Linked DNA regions of Zea mays: region 2 is linked to region 1. Evidence: chromatin contacts called from public Hi-C data. All regions are on one chromosome and are shown on one strand. The core of a region is the stretch at or near the end of the contact, and the rest is flanking DNA. Distances in the headings are between cores, read along the strand shown.

Evidence for each region. A called contact is a pair of places that touch in the nucleus more often than the background predicts.
Region 2: a contact with region 1 is called in a Hi-C map of leaf mesophyll, with 2.5 times the contacts expected there. The contact joins the promoter of LOC100192090 here to the promoter of LOC103642624 in region 1. A contact is called at or near these places in 5 of 25 Hi-C or Micro-C datasets (bundle sheath, leaf, leaf mesophyll and 1 more).

The regions. Positions count from the first base shown.
Region 1 is chr10:92,811,784-92,817,424 of Zm-B73-REFERENCE-NAM-5.0, forward strand. It overlaps LOC103642624, which reads left to right and starts at 3,057. Exons shown (of 3, transcript XM_008665853.2): 1 at 3,057-3,184; 2 at 3,272-3,730; 3 at 3,817-3,972. The coding sequence starts at 3,179. The coding sequence ends at 3,972. LOC103641397 (zinc finger MYM-type protein 1-like) reads left to right here. Exons shown (of 4, transcript XM_020545418.1): 3 at 1-158; 4 at 238-258. The coding sequence ends at 258.
Region 2 is chr10:93,204,982-93,210,622 of Zm-B73-REFERENCE-NAM-5.0, forward strand. LOC100192090 (putative thaumatin domain family protein) reads right to left here and starts at 2,618. Exons shown (of 2, transcript NM_001137513.1): 1 at 2,467-2,618; 2 at 1,270-2,115. The coding sequence starts at 2,578. The coding sequence ends at 1,394. LOC103642628 reads left to right here. Exons shown (of 2, transcript XM_020546007.3): 2 at 1-911. The coding sequence ends at 337.

The DNA.
Region 1 (5,641 bases), core at 1,807-4,306:
AGACAGATTTGCGTAGTAAAATGGGTGATGAATGGCTCAATGACTTGATGATATGCTATAATGAGAAGGAGATATTTAAGAAGATTGATAACGAAAAGATTAAAAAGCGATTTCAAGAGATGAAAAAACGTCGTATGTTATTGCCCAAAAAAATAGTGGTATGCTCTATTCTCTTTCAAACTAATATTTTAGAGGTCCATAAATATTTGACTCATCTATTATGTCCTATTTATGCAGGTTGCTTCTTCGGATGAATAATGAGTGTTATTATGTATGAGAGCCATTTATTTATGCCTATCTATGTTTCGAATTTCGGTATGGATAAATTTCATCCCATATTTCTCATTTTGTATTTTATGATTTTTACTGTTCATCGATGTTTTAATATAAAAGTACTATAAATTATTATATTTGTAGGGAGTATGATAAAGTTATGTCGATATAGCGTTTTAGTTTAGCCCCTCCTAATTTTTTTTCTAGATCCGTCCCTGCTACTGATGTCTCCTCTGATGTCAAAGTGCAGTGCCCTCACTATAAAAGTGATGATGTTAAGTTGAACAATATCCTAACAACTTTGACTACTAAGAAAGTTCCTTTGTGTGCGCTTTATGGAAAGCATTCCAAATCAAAAAAGTTGATGGGGAAAAATGATGTAGCTACCAAGCATTCCAAAATTTAGGTATGTTTGCATTGCGGTAGTCGATTTTGTGGTGGTGTTAAGTAACTAGGTGGCCATGCAAAAGTGCATGCCATGAAGCATAACCATTGGTTGGTTGTTTTATTTGATGATCCTTCTGCGGGTTATTATATTTCTTTTGACCAGGGTCTTTCAATTAGTATCTTTCAATCTGGATCTCTTGGTGATGAGGATTCCATAGTGTTGTTAAAGAGCTGCCAAGCCGTGGAAATAAATTGTGTTTCAATTCCATCTTACAATTTCTCATAGCCATTGGTATAATGCACAGGATGATGGGTCCAGATAATCGGATAAAAGGGCCTCTTATAACACCTTTAAAAAGGCTTTTTCTTAAGACAAATTCTTCGTACACAGCAGGTACAGTACTTCGAACGGATGATCTTTTCGCCAACTTGTGCTCTAAGTAGCCGAACTTCAGGGGCTGCCTAATGGTTGATAGTGAAAAATATATCTGTTGTCTTCTTGATGGACTGAGAATAGAGGAAATTGCAGTAGAGAGTGGGTTACCACAAGATTGCTATCATGCTGGTTTTGTTACAATGGATTCAATATTTGGATGCGAGCTATAGAGTGTGGACAGCACACCAAGATGCTCTTCTTTCATTGTTCTCTCACTGCAGGTCTCATCAAGTCCAACTACCGGCACTCCGATGGTAGCTTTTAATCTTTTCAATTCAATCAAAGTATAGAGCTGCAGTATTATGAATGATGAGCTTGTGTCTGGTGGTGATGACAGCCATGGCCAGAATAATGAAAGTGAGCCTAAACAGGATTTAACAAAGGTTCCTTAAACTTCCAAGAAACTCATAAGAAAAACTCCATCCGTGCTGGTCATTAATTTTAAAAGCCTCTTTAAAGGAGTTGTAAGAGACCCTTTTATCCGATTATCTGGACCCATCCTCCTGCGCATTATACCAATGGCCAGGAGACATTGTAAGATGGAACTGAAACACAATTTATCTCCACGGCTTGACAGCTCTTTAACAACACTAACTATGGAATCCTCATCACAAAGAGATCCAGATTGGAAGATACTAATTACAAAACTCCGGTCAAAAGAAATACAATAGCCTACAGAAGAATCATCAAATGAAACAACCAACCAATGGTTATGCTTCATGGCATGCACTTTTGCATGGCCACCTAGTTACTTACCAACACCACAAAATCAACTACTGCAATGCAAAAATACTCAAATTTTGGAATGCTTGGTAGCTACATCCTTTTTCTCCCATCAACTTTTTTTTTTTGATTTGGAATGCTTTCCATAGAGCGCACACAAATGAACTTCCTTAGTAGTTAAAGTTGTTGTAAGGATCAGTTAAACTTGACAGCATCACTTTTATAGTGAGGGCACTGCACTTTGGCATCAGTGGAGGCGGCCGGCAGCTCCAGCTGCTTCTTCTTGCTAGCATTGCCCATCACTCTAATATAGCTGGAGTCAAATTTGGTTCATTCGAATCTCTGCTCAAGTCAGAAGAAACCAGCAAAACGTAGTCGCCACGGAAATGGAGCTTGGCGACATCTGAGCTGTGGTTCCTACGGCAGCCGCCTCACCTGCTAGGCCTTTTGTGTCCTCCGCAACGGTGAGACAACCTCCGCAGCGAAGGGTCCCAGTGGGAGAGAGGAGGCGTCGGCGGGAGAAGACGACCGTCGTTGATCTCGCCGTAACACCGGCCAACGTGGTTTAATCCGACGTAGCCGCCTCCGAATTGGACCTTGGCGGCGTCCTGACAGTGGTACTCTAGGGTCCAGCGAGGACCTCCGCGTCTTCCGAGACGGCGAGGCGTCCTCTGCGGCTAAGAGCACTTTCCTTCCTCCGCGACGGCGAGCCGGCCTCCGCTGCGAAGGAGTTATTTGAATTTGTAACACTATCGTCGCGCGGAGTTATTTGAATTTGTAACACTATCGTTGCGCGGCTTCGCCACTTTGTAACTCTGCAGCCGTGCTTCGCCAGTTTGGTATTATGGAGGAAACACCCGCGCCATTTAGGTACTGTTAATGTCCCGTCCTCTGTAAGCGTCCGTTTTGTTGCGCTTGTGTACAGCCGTGGACTAAAGTACCCCTAGTCCGCTCTTGCTGACTGCACACTCCTATTTCTTCAGACTCGCCCGCGCCGCCGGAGACTCTGCACCGCCGTCTGCAATGTCCGCCCTCTGCATCCCGCGTGAGCAAGGAGCTAGTGCCCGCGCCGTGTGAGCAAGGAGCTGGTGCCCGCGCCCCCGTCTGAAGAAAGAGAATCGCCCGAGCCGCCCTCTGCATCCCGCGCAGCCGTCTGGCTACTGGTTCCCCTGCCCCGGCTGCATGGAGATAGAAAACTCCGCCCACTCCCCGGATTCAACTCAAGTTTTACCGGTTATGAGCTCGGAGGCACCCCTTCCTTGCCTTCCCACTGGTTCTCCGGTGGAAAGAGTGGATGCACCGGTCAGGACCTCGGATTTGTCGGATCCCCTAAATTTTCTTTTTAGGGAGCAACATACAATGGAGGTTTGATTCAATTTACAGTATACAGCAGTTTATTGTGTTTAGTACCTGTGCCTAGTACTTCATAGGTGTATTATCCTTTGGTTTCAGGTATTAGAAATTGATTGGGGGGCAATACAGATTGATGATAGATGGGAAGAAGGAGAACAACAGACTGCCTCAGAGTCAGTGCTTTATGATCGGTTAGGATTGCTAGCAGAAGATGAACGTGAAACTACTGAAAGGCAAGATGCTTTTACTAGTAGATCGTTTGGTGTCCGCGGAAGCGATGAAATTGATGATGAAACTGTTGCTTTGCCCTGCAATGATTGCATACCACAAGAAAGGGTATTTGTTTGCAACAGATCAAATCCAATAATGAAGATTGGTAGTTTGTACAAGGATATGAAAGAATTCAGGCTGGCTATGAGGCAGTATGCGATCAGTAATGAGTTCGAGTTAGGAATTGAGTCAAGCTCACCTTTCAGATATAGAGCTTATTGCAAAGGAGGTGATTGTCCATGGAGAATCAATGCAAGGCTACAGAATGCCGGGTCTCCCACAGTAGTGGTGAGTAATGTTTTAGCACACATTTATTGTACTCTCGATAGTGGATGAAATTAGGGAAGCTCACAATGATTCCTTTCTGTGTGCAGGTTACAGTAATCGTGGATCAGCACACATGCACTTCAAGTCCACATCGACGTCGACCACTAGGCGTTTCTTCCCCCTCGACGGAGCCGCCATCGGAGGAAGAGCACTATCGGAGGATCGAGCTCGACGGGAAGTGGCGGCGCCGTGGAAAGGGATGAGAGTTAGGTTTTCACCGAGGGGCGCCGTGGTTACAGCGAGGGGCAACAATGACTTTTACCGTAGGTAAGAAAAGGTTACAGAGGCCGGGACATTAACAGTACCAAAACGGCGCGGGGGTTTCGTCCATAATACCAAACTGGCGAAGCACGGTTGCGGAGTTATAAAGTGGCGAAGCCGCGCGACGAGAGTGTTACAAATTCAAATAACTCCGCTGCGAAGGGCACCAGTGAGGGCTTGTTCGGTTATTTTTAATCTATATGGATTGGAGGGGATTAATACGGATTGAGAAATATTTTGACTTATTAGGGATTGAAACCCCCTCAATTTATATGGATTGAGCTAGAACCGAACAAGCCGTGAGAGGGAGAACGCGTCGTGGGAAGAGTACGACCGGTGTTGATCTAGGTATAGCACATGTCGACGTGGTTCTCGGCGGTGACTGGATGAGCCATTGCGGGAGAGAGGAGGCGACGCCAACCTCGATGAAGCGGAGGAGCCGCCGATGCATCGCATGAGAAAGAATTGGGAGGAGCGCGATATGGTGGTGTTCGGGCAGATAAGATCTCCACCGAGGGCAGGCTCAAATGAGTCCAAAGGTGATATTTTCCTTTCCCCTCAAACTGATCCAAACTTCAGTTATTACACAATGTTCAGAACACTCCACTTCTTATCTCCACACTGATATTTTGAATCCCTCCATACTGGGATACTTTCTACGGCTGAGGCCTCTAGAACCTTTGTTGACCAGCCCAACCATATATCAACTCGAGCACACTAGAGAAACCAGCAGGGAGGGGAAAGATCTTCAATTTCCAATTCAGTAATGAACTCCACTAAAACAGCCTTACTGTCCAGCACAGCCCAGTCCAAACTTGATACTTCCCAATTGGGAGGGGCCTCTAGATCCTTGTCCATATACTTCCTCCATATCTCCAACTATACACACAAGTGCAACCATAACAGGGAGAGGGGATTCTTTTTCAGCTACTCAAACCAGCATTGCATCCACTGCATCAGGCTTGTTGCTCCTTTTGCTCACCTCCATATTTAATCCATGTCACCTCTCAATTTCATATGGCAACAGGTCAAGCTTAATTAACAAAACTTGTTCTTTAACCATAGCTCTACAAGATTGTTGCAGCATCCCAAGATTACAAGTAAATAGATCAAGAACTATAGTGCTCCAAATTGGGGTGGGGATACTTAAAAGTTCAGTTCTGGTAGATTGAAACCATATGTCTGTCAGGGAAGATTTTGGAACACTTTACTCCATTTTTTACACAGCAACAGACCAAGGTCACATTACCAAAGTTATTCCTTAGATATAGCTCTACCACTTTGGTATAGCACCCCTAGGTTCAAAACATTCAGAACAATTTTTATGAAGCACCAAAGTAGAGCAAAATCAAAGAAAAGTCCTTTTTCAGTTAGCTGAAACAGCACCTACCAAACCTGACATAGATTTTTGCACCCCCTTTTTCTCTAACTTTTATGCAGTAATAAGCCGAGCTCTTCACATCAAATTTGTTCACCTACACTTGGTCCTTCACTTTTTATAAAATTCCTAACCCAAATATCCTTGGATTAACTACCATAGAGCTCCAAAGGTTGGTAAAAATACACAGATTCAGACTTAGTTTTAACAATAAGTCTGAATCCCAAACACCT
Region 2 (5,641 bases), core at 1,368-3,867, 390 kb after region 1:
AGAGCCCAGAAGGTGCTGTTCGAGCGGATTCAGCAGAGACTGTCCGGCAGTGCTGACCGCCGCTACTCCATGGAGGACATCACCACACTCTGGGGCCAGGAGGCGGTCAAGAGAAGAAGAAAGCGGGACAAGCTCAAAGGCATCAAGCTGGGTATTTTCGGCCGTGAGTTCCAAGAGGACGTCCTCTTGTGGCACATCGGCACCACCATCTTCCTCGCCCGCAGCGATCGACAGCTGCTCAAGGACAAGGCCAACAAGTATCTGGGAGCAGTCGAGGCGCTGTCGGACTACCTCATGTTTCTGCTTGCTGTACGCCCGAGCATGCTGCCGGGACTAGAGCTCCGGAAGCTGTTCGAGGTCACCTGCAAAGCTTTGAAGGACTCAGGGTCAGGGGTTCGTCGAAAGGCTGGTGAGAAATGTGTCCCCTGTCACGCAGCTAGAAAGGCGAAGCTTGCTGAACTAGTGCAGAAAGAGATGTCTGGCCACAACCAAGCCTCGGTCGACGCTAATCGGCGTCTTATCTTTGTCGCATGTCAGCTTGCCACTGAGCTGTTAAAAGTGAAAAAGGATCAGATGGAGGAACTACTGGATCTCATGTTTGACGTGTGGGTGGATAAGATCTTGTATGCGGCCACCCGCTGCAGCAAGGACTCCCATGCCAAGCAGCTTGCCCGGGGTGGTGAGCTCACAACCATCCTGTGGATTGTGGCCGAGCACGCTGGCCCGTTTCAAATTGGGGAAACCAGCATCAGTGATCCTCCACCATTTGACGGCGACAACAACAACAACAACAACAACAACAACAACAACAACAACAACAACAACAACAACAACAACAACAACAACAACAACCACGACGACGACGACGATTGTCCATGTGAAAAGCTCGGCAAAGAAAAAAAGAAAAAGAACTGCAACGAAGATCCTGATGTTTGCCTAGACATTTGTTGTGTGAAAGATTACTGTTGTACGAATGAATACTATTACTGCTGATGAGCAATTTTCGGGTATGTTTTGTTCCCAATTCAAAATATAGAAAGCCATGAATGCATAAGTATAGTAGGAAGTGACACGGCTATTTCAATTCTATTATTTTTTAGGGATTTTTATATTGGTGCCCTTAGTTGTACCTAAGTACTCAATTTTATCTTATGTTTTTCTTCTTGCTCAGTTTTACCCACGGACACGTTCCTTCGCTCAGAAATACGCCTGGACGCAAATTAACTAGAATCAAACAACACATACATAGAATTCTAAACATAAAGTTTTGAAGGATATGAACCACATTCATCCGTGTGTCAATTCTACTTGATCTTTCCCTATAAAGTTTTGAAGAAAAATATCTAGTCTGGTGCGCTCTTTTATTAACCCTTCCCGTGATGGATTTTCACAACTAGCTCCCGGTCCCAGGGCAGAAGGTGACGTCATAGCTGGAAGCGCCGGAACAGGTGAAGGTGCTGCTGGTGTCGTCGTAGGCGTAGCTGTACGCCGACGGGCATGCGCTCTTGAACACCTGCGAGTAGTTGGTCGGTCGGCACGTCGCCGGCGTGCCGTACTGGCCGGTGCAGCAGTAGCGCGCGCTGCCGTAGGCGCTGCACGCGCTCTTGCACGCCACGACGCCGCCGCTGCCGGACGAGGCGACGACGCGGAGGTCCGCGGGGCACATCGCGTTCACGTCGCCCGCGCACGCCGCGGGGCGACAGTCGCCACCGCCGCCCGAGGGCGCCACGCGCACCGGCACGTTGAAGCCGTCGACGAGGCTAACATCGTAGAAGTCCTGCCCGCCGCTCCCCGGCGCTGCGAGCGTGACCTCGACGAGCGAGACCGGCGGCGCCGGCCCGCGGCCCTGGCAGGCGACGTCGCCCGTGCCGCAGTCGGCCGTGGCGCAGGAGAAGCGGCCGGTTGCGGAATCGACCGCGCAGCCCGTGCGCGCCCAGAACGTGCCGGACCATGTCCCTGACGACGGCGCGTCCAGGCGGGACGTGGCGGACCGCGCCAGGTAGAAGCCCGAGCTTGCGAGCGGCGGCGAGCTGGCGCCGTGGAGCGCGCCCACCCACACCGGGTGCTGGCAAGCGTTGGTGAACCTGAACGACGCCGCTCCGTCCACGCCTAGCGCTACATATTCAAAAATGAACGCAGAGAGAACAGAGAAATCATGGAAGGGTTGTTTCTAACTTTCTATAGAAGGAAAAGAATAAAAATCATGAAAGAATACAATTAAACGAGCTAAACAAAGAAAAGAAAATGAGTTGATCAGAAGTGCAGATTATAGGAAACAAAAACTTGATGTGAATCCAATTTCACGCACAGACCAGAAGTCCAGAACCAATGATGAAATCAGGTTTTTCTCCGCGGCAATGCTGAATCAAAATAATTAAATAAAAAAATAGCACCAAACAAAAAAAATGACACACAAACAAAGAGCAACAACATATGGGAATGAAAAAGAATCCCACCGCACCGCACCTGCGAGGTGAATAAGCTGAAGAATCGAAAGAATGGCTGGAATGAGCATCCTGTTCCTGCTAGCTCCATTGACTCCGGCAGAGAGTTGGAGAAGAAGGTGAGCTACCGCCATGGCAGTAGCAGAGCGCACGCACAAGAAACCTGGCCGATCGGCCTCGATCTCGATCACAGAATCAGATAATCGGGCAACCACAGGACTTCTACGCTGCTATATATATAATCTGCTGATATCTGTCTTGCACGTATATACTGCATCTCAAGCAAAATCAAGAAGCTAGCCCCAAGCAGGTACGGTGGTTGTAGAATAGAAAGAAGATGCGTTGAAGAGAGAAAAGGGCAGGCAGGCGACAGATGAAGAAAAAGTTTGCACCTTTTCGGCGAATTTATGTCGGTCCCTCACGCTTGGCGTGAGCTATCTATCATTCTATAGCTGCGCTCTGCATCATGCAGCAGCTAATTTGCCAGCTTAGCTAGCTGTACGAACTGGATCGATGACTTCATGCACGGATCGTCATCGCTTTAATCCACCGATCACATACAGGAGTATTAAATTGGTCTAGATCTCGCTCCCTTTTCGATTTGGTGCGGGTTTGGTGGCGCTCTGCCCTGGAGGCCTGAACTTACTGTCCGTGCCTGAACCTTGTCTCTGCATAAGTCAATTGACTGGTGAACTGATAAAGGCTGAGGATTCTTTTCGGAGGGCGCAAATAAGAGAAAGTTGGCAAATGATGAAACTCTTTGCTGGCTCCAAACAAACAGATGGACCAGAAAAGTGCCTTTCATTTGTTGTAAGAACGATGGAAGGAAACATTCTTGTCTTTTCTTCTCTTCGGGGTATAACATAGAAAAAAAAAGGTTGACAAACGGTCAACATGTATGGGTTTGCAAATTCACAAACATATGTTATCTGAGTGTAGATTCGGTTTAGAATCTAGCTAGGGGCATTTTTTATTTGCCAGTAAAAAACAATAGAGTGTAGATTCAGTTTAGAATAGATAATCATACTATAAAGAGGAAAACTTTTGCCATTGGGTGGATTTACTCTATGCATATGTATTGTACATAGTGAGAATGTAAAAAAACATTTACAATGTTTGTGAATATAAAATTCACATGCACAAGTGTTTGGAACACTTTTGGAGTTGACATATTTGAGAGAAAAAAGAGAAACAGCGCGTTGGACCCTAACTGCACAAGCATCGGACCTTCCAACGGTTAACCCTAGGTACACTATATTAACAAGGTAGTGGCAGACCAGGTGCAATATTCACCTATTCGTCATCAAAGACTAAGAAATAAACCCATTATGATTCTATAGATTGGATGATTTATTAAATTAATAGTATTTAAACATGAAATATAGAACCATTATCCAATATTAGGAGCAATCTAAAATTTGAATTGTCATATATCCATCATTAAAGACTAAGAAATAACCTATTATGATTCTATAGATTGATTAATTCTGCACAGTTGGTGTAGCCCGCGAGCCAGTTCGCGAGCTGGAACGAGTTAGCTCGGCTCGACTCGGCTTGGCTCGCTCGAGGCTCGCGAGCCACTCCGAGCCGAGCCGAGCTTAAGCCGTTTCATGAGCCTCAAACTTATTTTTCAGCCCTACCTATATGGCCCACTGCCAAGCATGTGGACGAGTTCAAACTACATTATTGGTTCCTATGTGTTGGTCTCACAAATGGTGTTGACCTAGTCCAATGGGAAAAAAGTGTCTCTAGAACCTCTCTACATGGGGCCAAAGAGTCAATCAATACTACTCTTTAGTCTAATGACCGTTGGACTCTCGGTGTCGAATCATACGCTAGTGATTAGGGCTGAGTGTCATTTGGACAACACCGATCACATTTAAAATGGCTAGTACATGTGGCGTGTCTATACGTCATCATATTAGTGTCATATCGTCCGACACCCCCGACTTTTCAACAGTAAGGAGCCCTACAAGTCCTTCTCTCATAGAGGCTTATAAATAGAGTTTGAATGGCCTTAGTATGTATCTCTTGAAACTTTAACCTATTGAGCACCCTTGTGAGCCTAGGTAAATACTTCCCACTCATATCTTTGTTCATCACTTGGTTCAAGTTTGGATTGGGAGAGATTCTAGTTCGTTAGCTCTGAGTTATAGCATCAAGTGGCACTATATATTGAGTTGAGGTACAGGATTCCTGTTACTCTTAATGGTTGTCGTCACGACGTCACCTAATTATCTTGGAGGTAGTGCATGATCATTGAGCAACTTTAGTTATTGTTGTCGACTCCAAAAAAGTGATTATTGGGTGCATGATCATTGAGCAACTTGCGGAAGATCATAATGAGCAACTCTAGTGGAATCGTAGTTAGTTAGAGTGCACCATTTGAGTGATTCTTGTGGCACCCTTTGTAAGTGAAGCTTGTCACACTTGTTATCTCAATAAATAAAGTGGGGACTTCCAAAATGAGGACGTAGGTTGTTGTTAAGTAATCGAACCTCGAGGATAAATCATTATGTTCTTTCTCTTACTTGGTTCATCTTGATCTCTATCGCATTTATATTTATATTCTTCACTTGATTGGTAGTTTCTTGAGTAGCTCATCGTTATAACTAGTCGTTATTAGTTCTCTAGTGTTGTTGTGTAGTTGCTAGTTTATATGCTTGAATGAAATTAACTTAGGAACATAGCAACTACAATTATTTAGGGGCCTCGCTTGTTGTGAAATAGAGCTAGAGCATGATGTTGCATTCACACAACCTTTTGTACTAATAAAACTTTGATCTAGTGTTTTGTGTTCTTCTAAGGAAAATTTATAGCATACTCATCCCCTCTAGCCATCTAGATCCTATGAAATGGTATCAGAGTCATGGTCACCTTCAGTAATAAGGCTTGATAATCTTTGGTGCAAAGATAGCTCAAACCAACAATATGGCAAGCCACCTCGCTCTGATGGAACCAACTATGATACTGGACAAAGAAAATGAGTAAACACTTGAAATCAATGGACACAAGAGTTTGGGAATTGGGATGTTACAGAAAAACCGTTAATAGTGCTTGGTATGAACAACCTAACACCTAGAGAGTAAAAAAATTTGCAATACAATTATATTACTCTAAGTTTGCTCTATGATGCTATGGATCTAAAAGTGATTGAGCAAGTCAAGGATCTTGATTTATCATATGAGGTGTGGAAG